Linked DNA regions of Rattus norvegicus: region 1 is linked to region 2. Evidence: chromatin contacts called from public Hi-C data. All regions are on one chromosome and are shown on one strand. Each heading gives the region's core, a stretch centred on a gene start, on an enhancer-like site or on the middle of the called end of the contact. The rest is flanking DNA. Distances are from core to core; before and after follow the strand shown. Region 1 overlaps LOC100910802 (a long non-coding RNA gene). Region 2 holds the start of Vgf (VGF nerve growth factor inducible).

Evidence for each region. Hi-C and Micro-C count contacts between places; a contact is called where the count stands out from the background.
Region 1: a contact with region 2 is called in a Hi-C map of frontal cortex, with 1.7 times the contacts expected there. The contact joins the enhancer-like site here to the promoter of Vgf in region 2. A contact is called at or near these places in 3 of 12 Hi-C or Micro-C datasets (the A7r5 cell line, Schwann cells and frontal cortex).

Annotation. Positions count from the first base shown.
Region 1 is chr12:25,377,554-25,381,896 of GRCr8, forward strand. LOC100910802 (a long non-coding RNA gene) reads right to left here. Exons shown (of 4, transcript NR_102359.1): 4 at 1,478-1,786. Among named protein-coding and RNA genes, the nearest start is that of Ift22, 26 kb to the right of the region's middle. Within about 2 kb of position 2,373, at least 8 of the 93 cell types and tissues checked have an H3K27ac peak or open chromatin away from gene starts, as enhancers often do.
Region 2 is chr12:25,275,199-25,279,635 of GRCr8, forward strand. It overlaps Vgf (VGF nerve growth factor inducible), which reads right to left and starts at 1,822. Exons shown (of 2, transcript NM_001395575.1): 1 at 1,656-1,822; 2 at 1-1,151. The coding sequence starts at 1,131.

The DNA of each region.
Region 1 (4,343 bases), core at 1,123-3,622, 100 kb after region 2:
ACAGCAGATATGCTAGTGTCTGCTGGCAGGGAGCTCATGTCTCTCACAGGCACATATGTTCCTGTAAAGCATTAGATAGGTTTGGGCAGGCTGAAGAAGAGAGTGTAGAAGGAGTACCATTTTCAAAAGGCCACAGAGTCCCGAAAGCGGGTTGCCTATCCCAGCAAACGGAAGTGAAATTCCTACAACCCAACACTAGGACTTTTGAGGTCACGGTTGCAGGGAAGATAAAGATTTGAGTGCTGGCTCCTCATGCATTTGAGTGAGCTGAGCAAAGCTCTCTCCATCTATTCCCCTCAGCTGTAACCAGAGGCCCACAAAAGACTTATTCTAAAGCGTGTTGAGAAGATTCAGTGAGACACTGCCTGGGTCCCACAGGTCACTGTGAGGAGCACTTACAAATGCAGCATGGGGCCTGCACATTTTTTTTTGTTTGTTTGTTTTGAGAAAGGATTTCAAGTGTGGTGCCCAGGCTATCCTCAAACTCACTTTGTAGCCGAGGATGACTTTGAACTCTTGAGTGCCCTGCCTCGCCTCTGTCTCCTAAGTGCTGGGATTACAGGTGTGCGCTGCCAAGATCAGCAGCGTTCTAGACTAAGGTCTTGAGTAGGCTCCTAGGAGCCCCGTGCGCTCTTTTGGATGGATGTAGAACTACCTTTCAGCCCAGGCCTTTGTTCCTTCAAGGGCCTGTGCATTCTCCCCCTGTCTCCTCTCCTCGTCGGTGCCCTTCCTCGTTCAGTGCGGGTTGGGACAGTCATTACGGGGACAACTGGAGACACTGTCTAGAGACTCAGTACAGACTGCATCCTAGCAACACATTCCCGAGCTAGAGTATGGGGCACTGGAGAAAACAGATTGTGAGGCGGCCTGCCCACAGGTTCCCAAGTCCTGGGATCACAAGAACGCGCAGCCACACCTGGTTTCTGAAGCATCGCAAAAGGGAGCGGAGGGCTCTCTGCATGCTAGGCAAGCACCTTACCAATTGAGCTACATCTCCATCCCTTAGAGTACTTGCTTTAAAAGACAGTCGGAAGGAGGGCTGTGGCCTTATGGGAACTTGAGGTTTAGAGACATTTGCCATTACCCCTCCTTTTAAACCTGATAAGAAAATGTCATAGCCAACATGGAAGGTGAGTTCTCTCCTTGCTGGAACCCAGAACTCAGCCATGTGTGGAAAGGAAGGGATGTGACCTTCGCCTGGGGCCCCTCGGGAGACAGTTCAGTGTACTTCTCCATAAACTGTCTGCCTGCTAAGTTTGGAAGTTACCCTTTCCTGGACAGGAATGGGTCTAGGCGCCATGAGAGCTGAGCCTGCAGACCTCCAAGGTCACCCTGTGAGTGGTTAGTGAGCCATCTTCCCCTGCAACCTGGGCGTGGTGAGTAGACACACCGGTGCCCATTCTTGCTTACTCACCAAGTGCCCCTTCCCAAGGTCACTCCTATGTCCTAGCACAACTCTAACTAATTAATGACATCTTTTAGCAGAGGGGAGGGAACAGGGGCTCCTGCCCCTGTATGGATTTCTCAGCTAATATGGCTGGGCTGCCTGGTGGTGAGGGTCAGGGCTAGGGTAGAAGATGAAGCAATATGAAATCCCCTACCACCCTGTGTGAAAACCATCTGGAAAAGGAGAACTTCATCCTCAGCGGCAAACGGTCAGAGCCATCTCCTTGTACCACAGAGTCCAGAGTGACACACAGCTACCAAGGCCTTTCCTCAGTGTTTTGGCAGTGAAGGCTCCGTGGAGAATGCGAAGGGCAAGGCGTGGCTCTCCTTCAAATATTGTCTGTCAGAGAAGGAAAAAAAGTATAAACAGATCATAGATGGAGAGAGCTTTTGTAGACATCCAATCCTCGTGGAAGCCCATCAATGTATAGGCTCAAGGAATCCTGGAGGGCTTTCGGGAAGAGGTGGGCTTTGGGCAGGTATGAAACAGAACGAGAGGTGCCTGCCTCTTACCTGTAATCCCAGCAAGCAGCAGGCTGAGGCAGGGGAATGGCAAGTTTGAGAGCAGTCTGGGCTATAGAGATGGCCCTGGGCTGTGTAAGGAAGGAAGGTGAACCAAGCCAGGGAAGCCACATTGCTCCAAGGCCTCTCTGCATCAGCTCCGGCTTCCAGGGCCTGCCCTGGGGTCTCTAGATGATGGACTGAGCCTGTGGGACAAATGGCCTCCTTTGTTCCCCACTTGCTTTTGCTCGTGGTATTTATGACAGCGACAGAAAGCAAACTAGGACTCAGCCGCATCCTCACGCTGGGCTGCTCTGCCCAGACGTTTGGATGGGATTCAGCAGAAAACCGACAAATTTGCACAGAGTGGGGATCTTTGAAGACTCTGAATAAGGGAAAATTTCCATTCACTCCATAATTCATACTGGAGAGACTCCCAGTGAATGCAGGGGGGAGGAAGCTCCGTGGATGGAGGCGAACAGCCATAGAGAGGAGAAAATCACAGGGCGGAACAGCACCCGAATAGGCTTGAACCCACGTCAGAGCTCATCACCCTGGAGAGCATCACAGGAGAGGACGCACATCCTCCACATGTGGAAGTGGAGTTCCGAGGGGGCCCCACCGCACCCGGCATCGTCAGATGAGCCATTTGGAGCGAAAGCCTTTGAATGGAATGAATGGAGGTGGTGATGGTTCAGGGACAAATCAAGTCTTATTCATCAGCTGAAGGCTCCCCTGGAATGAGGGTGGATGCTCGTCATCTGTGACGAAGCTCTAGGGCGTCCCATCTCACAAGACCGACAAGACCGACACCAAAGAAGCCCCCTCCCCCACCGCCCAGGACAGTGGTGGAGACTTGGAGCGCTTATGACCTAAAGCATTCACATGGGACACATACATGACAGGGAGACAGACGTAGAGGGTAGTCTTGATGGCCCGCATGCAGACAAGACACAGAGAGCCAGGTGTGGTGGTGCAAGCCTACAATCCCAGCACTTGGGAGACTGAGGCAGAAGGATAAAGAGTTTGAGTGGGGCTGGTATGGTGGCTCTGTGTGTAAAGGCGCTTGCCACCAGGAATGCCCTGAGTTCAGGCCCTGGGTCCTACCTGGAGGAAAAAGAACTGATTCCTACAAGATGGCCTCTGACCTCCACACCCATACAGTAGGATATGCCCTACCCTCAAATAAATAGCTGTAATAAAAAAAGGAGTATAAGTAAATAAACTCATTACTATAAAGAAAGAGTTTGGGACAAGCCTGGGCTACATAGAGACCTTGCCTCAAAACTGGGAAGGTAGTTGAGTTAGTAGAGTGATGACCTACCACTCTATTAACCTTCACATAACCCACGCTAGCCTCAAGCCAGCTGTGCACTTTCTGGAAGGTTCTTCCCTGCTTTTCAGCAGAGAACACCTTCCCAGAAGTCTCTGTGCCTTCCATGGTGTCAGATGATGTCATTCTCTCCTGAGCTTCCCTGAGGCCCAGCACTTCCACTTTCAAAACACTCAACAAACCAGACTGCCTGCCTTCTAGAACCAGAGCCCCAGGAGAGCCTGGGTCAGGCTGCTCTGTTCACTTCCCCAGTACACCATTGCCTGGTTCCCCATGAGGCTCAGGATCCTGGCTCCTGGGTCCTGGGTTCTGGGTTCCATCCTTAGCACCACATAAACCTGACACAGGGATGCATTCCTGTGATCTGAGCATTGGGAGGTCGATACTGGAAGACTGGGACTTCAAGGTCATCTGGGACTATATATAAAATGAAGGCAGTCTGGGCAACATGAGACCTGGGGAGGGCGGGGAGAGCAGAAACAGAAAGGCTAGTTTTAAGAGATACTGGTGTCTTTAAGACAGAGAGTGCCAGATGATACTCAATCATGCACCGGAACTAAGAGTCTCCAACCCTGTACATAAGAGAAGAATCTAGGCTCTGTGCTTCCTCAAGCTTCCTTCTCCCCTCTGGGCTACAAGTTTTCTTCATAGCCTCTCTCTCCTCTTCATTCCTCAGTAAAATCTGGATCCTTTTGTTGGTTTTCTGAGACAGGGTTTCTTCTGTAGACCATTCTGTCCTCGAACTCAGAAATCTGCCCGCCTCTGCTGGGGTTAAATGTGTGTGCCATCACCGCCTGTCTCTGGGTCCTTTCCTTAGTTCCTTGCCTTGGTCTTGTGAGGGCTCCTAATGCCTAATCTCCAGGCGTTCTGCCCTCCCGGGGTAGGCAGGAAGGCCTGGTCACCCATGTGTTCCAGAAGCTGCTGCTGCAGTTGGTTCACTGTGGTAAATATCTTCAAGGCACCTGTCCTATCTGGTGCTGGGATACAAGAGAAAGAAGGAAGGGCCAGTTACAAGTGGCCAGGTGGCCTTGGGGTTCGAGGGGCTACCTGTGTCTGAAGGTTT
Region 2 (4,437 bases), core at 572-3,071:
CCCACCACCGCGTCTCTCCTGCTCCGCCTCCTCCTCCCTCTCGTTCTCCCGCTCTTGCTGCGTCTCCTGCAGCCCGCGACCCCCGAGATCGCGCTGCCGGGCGCCGCCCTGCAGCAAATACTGGAGCAGCAGGTCGGAGGCGAGATCGGCCAGCCGCTCTTCTTGCGCTGCGGCCTGCCGGGTGGCCTCCGCCTGCCTCCTCCCTGCCTCTACCTGAGCTAACCCTTGTTGAAGCAGGCGCTCTCCTGCCTCGGAACCGCCCAGGAATGAGCCCTCGAGCCGACGCACCTTGGGGAAGGGGGCACTTAGACTTTGGTACGCCTTGGATAAGGGTGTCAAAGTCTCACCAAGATGTGTTTTAGGGGAGGACACTCCTTCCCCGAACTGATGGGTTTCGGGAAGGGGAACGTTTTCGGACATTCGAGCCTGGAATTGAGAAGGGACCGAGGGCGGCAGAGGAGCACGCTCCGGGACGCGCGCCTGGAACTCTCCCCAGGAAGCGCGCCATACGCGCTCTGGCCCGGGGCTCTCCAGATTGACTCGGGTCAGCGTGTGCGTGCGGGTTTCAGTCTCTGCTGCCGCCGTCTCTTGCTGGCGCTTAGCATTACTCGGACTGAAATCTCGAAGTTCTTGGAGCAAGGATGCTAGTGCCTCCAGCTCTTCTGAGCGGTCGTCTGCCTCGGGATCGTTGTCCTGAGTCTGAGGGCGAGGGGGCGCCACAGCGGACGCTTGGATTTCTGATGCCGGGAGGCTATGGGTCTGACTGCGCACGGACTCGGTCAGCAGAGCTTCTGCTGCTTCTTCGGGTGTTCCCTGCTGGGAACCTGCCGGGACAGCCGGGGGCGAGGCCGGACGGTCCAGTGCCTGCAACAGTACCGCGGCCAGCGCCCGGGGATCCACGCCCTGGAAGAGCTCTCCCTGGTCCTGAGGCTCGGAATTCCGAGCCGCTCGGACCTCTGGGACGCTGTCATCCTTTGGCCGGGACACTGCGTCCTCAGCTACCTGCCCATTATGCTCAGAGCCGAGGGGAGGAGGATAAACATCGGAGCGCCCGGGGGGTGCTGCTCCCAACCCCCGGATGAGTAGAAGGAAGCAGAAGAGGACGGATGCTGGCAACGTGAAGGTTTTCATGACCAACGGGCTGCCAGAGACTGAAAAACAGAAGAAACCAGAGAAATAGAGGATTTCTATAAGAATTTCCCTCTTTCTATTTCTGCATTCCCTCCCCCCACCTTTAAGCAGGAAATCCGGGGTTTCCCTCATTTCTCTAACCTTACCCGAAGAGAAACGTTTAGCAGAGAACAAGAAAGATGTGGCAATCTCTGGGGTCGTGCAAATGGTCAGAGAACGCTCGCAATCCTCGTTCTGGGTACCCAGTGCCTCCTGTCGCCCCCTTCCCAAAGTCATCTCTCAGCCAGCGCCCGTGTACTAAGCAGCAATGATAAGTGGGAGGGGGGATCTGTTCCCTCCCCACAGGACTCCCCGGATGGTGCGTGGGCGACTTCATCAGCGACAGAGAAGCAGAGACTCCCCGTTTACCAAAGACCCTTCCCGGGGGCACACCGCTATGCTCTCAATACCCCATAAGGAAAGAAAATCCTCCTTTCACGCCCACGAGTGAAGAGGGTTAGAGGGATGGACAGCGGAGTATTTACCAGCCGGTGTCACGACGGCGGGAGGTGGAGAGGAGGGTCGGGGCAGGGGGAAAATCCGGACCCGTCTGCCCTGGCTCCGTTCCGTGGCTGGAGTATGAAAGATGGTCGAGGGCTGGCGTCCTAGGAGCTGGGCTCAGCTGGGTCAGCAACAGCGCTCTCGCTCCGGCTTCAGCACGCTGGACAGCGCCCGCGCCACCGCTGCTTTATAAAGGGGAGCGCGCGGGGTCACGTGGTCTCGCCCCGCCCCATTGACGTCAATGTTCATTCATGGGGAAGCGGGCGGGTGCCTGGTGGACTGTGGAAGTCCAATGATTGGAGGATAAGCGTCGCTCCCGGCCTGCACCTGCGCAGTAGGGCCCTCGGCTAGAGGGGCGTGAGCTAGCGGAGCTCCGGGAAATGAATGAATGAATGAATGAATGAAATGTCTAGGCGGGCGGGGCAGGGGGCTATGAATGAATGAAGGAGGGACGAGGAGAAAAGGATGAATGAATGAATGGAAAAATGAATGGAAGGGTGGGTACAGAGGAGCCAGAAGGCGGGAGGGTGGGTTACAAAGCTCTTGAGGCGCGGAGCCCGCGTTGCTGAGCAGAATAGGAAGAGGGCACCGCCAGCATCTAATTGGGCGCCAGTAAAAGATCAGTACTGGATGGGGGGACGGTAAGGGATTGAAAGCCGGGGAAGGGGCCTGCCTCCCTACTCCGCCACAGTATGGTCTATAGGGAGCACGCCCAAGGACGACTTGAACCTGAGAGGAAGAGGGGGTGGATCTGCGGTGTGGGATGCCCGCCCAGGGTCAGCGCAGATGGGTGGATCTTGCGGTTTGGGTAATCACCTTGGAAAGGGTCCTAGTCGGAAGAGAAAAGGGAAAGATTGACGATACGTGTGCCTCTGGGTCCTGTCTGTTCAAACCAGTTCTGAAGGGGGTGGGGAAAAAAGGTGTGTCTGCCCTTCTGGCCAGCGGACTTTGCTGTGGTTGATAAGGGGTCCCTGTTGTGCCCCCTTTTAATCCAACTCTCCCACACCCTTAAGCTTATTTCCCTCTCTCCCACAGCCCCCACCCAAGGACATTTGGAGGGCGAGAGCAGACCAGGTGGGGAGGGGGTTGAGCAGGTGGAGAGGGTGACTCAACTCCATTTCTCTCTACCGCTTAAAGGGGAGGTCTGAACGCGACTGGAGGGGGGTGCACTGCAACGTCAGAGATGGACCCTCTCAGCCACCAGACCCTTCGACCGTATCTCCTTCCCAGAGGGGTTGAGGCTGGGGGCTTGGACAGCTAGAGGTTCCGGGAGTGGGGGGCGATGACGCAGAGATTGCGCAGAAAATCTATCAGCCAGCCGGGTCCGGTGAAGGGAGACCAGACGTGGGCGGGGGTGGGATGGGAGGACGGAAATGGGGAGGGGGTAGAGGAGAGGGAAAGGTGGCCCCGGGAGCTGCTACTGCAGGAATGAAGGGGAGGGAGGAAGGCTGGAGGGGGCTGCGGTGCAGGCGGAGAGCAGTGCGGGGGCGTGGGCAGGGAAAGGGGGGGTGACAATGACACACACCAGACACACAAGAACTGCGGACACAGGGGTGCTTATAAGCACACGCAAAGCCCCCCAACCCGGACACTTGGAAACCAGAATGGGGAGGGCATCTGGAGGGTCTCAGAGCCTCTTTCAGAGTCAGCCCCCTCATACCATCCTGTTACTGACCCTCATTTTAAGCCCCTAGCTCGTGCACGCGCGGGAGTGCGCGCGCACAGGCACACACAAACACATACACACACACACACACTCACGTGCTTTCTCTCTAGAACCAGCAGTGGCTTCTCCCTTCCATCAGTGGCTTGACTTTCCCAGAAGAAACCCCATCAGCTCTGCGGAGAAAAGGTGGGGTGAGAGGAAAGAGAAGAGATGGGGGCAGGGGGGGGGGAGGAAAAGAACATGAAGCAGGTTGAAGGAGAGAGAAAAAAAATAAACTTGAGAACCAAGATGACAGTAGATATTCCAAAGAAAGGAGGGAGGGGGACCTAAAGACACACCCCATCACAACCAACACCACTACAGCAGTATCTGACACCCCCCATACACACACACACACACACACACACACACAACTATCCAGCGCCTGTGACTAGAACCTCCTCCTTCCCTTTTCTCTCCCCATCTCCCTTCATCTTCTCAGCCTAGTTCCCTAGAGCTGAGAGCTGAGAAGGGGGGTCACGTTATCCTCCTTCTGGAAGGTGAATCAGAAAGCTGATGGTTCGGAGAGGGGGAGGGGAAGCTTTGGAGAGAGAAGGGAGGGGGCGAGCGCTCCACAAAGGGGCTGCCTGGTGGGCTTGGGGATCTAAGTTTGAGGTCCAGGGAAAGGAGACAGACACCTAAAGAAACCAAATACCTGTGTGCTTGCGTGCATATGCAAGCACCCTCGGGGTTGCATGTGTGTTTCTCTGGACAGAGATTAAAAAGACCCAAAGCAGAGAAGAAAAGGAGAAAGAACAGGGAGAAGCAAGCGAATCAGGTTGAGACTTGAATGGGTATGGTTCCAGTTTAAATGGGGGAGGGGGCTTCTTTTGCCACTTGTGTGACTCTTGGCACATCAGTGAAATTCTAATCTCTTGGGATTGTAGGCATGCCTGTGCTATGTGGGATCTTTGTATGCACCCAGATCTGGTGCCTGACTCTCTCTGTATGTGTGGGGTGTGTGTGTGTGTGTGTGTGTGTGTGTGTGTGTGTGTGTGTGTGCATTCCTGGGGCTCCTTTACTGCCTATTGCCTATTGGCGTGTGCCCATGCCTCTGTGAA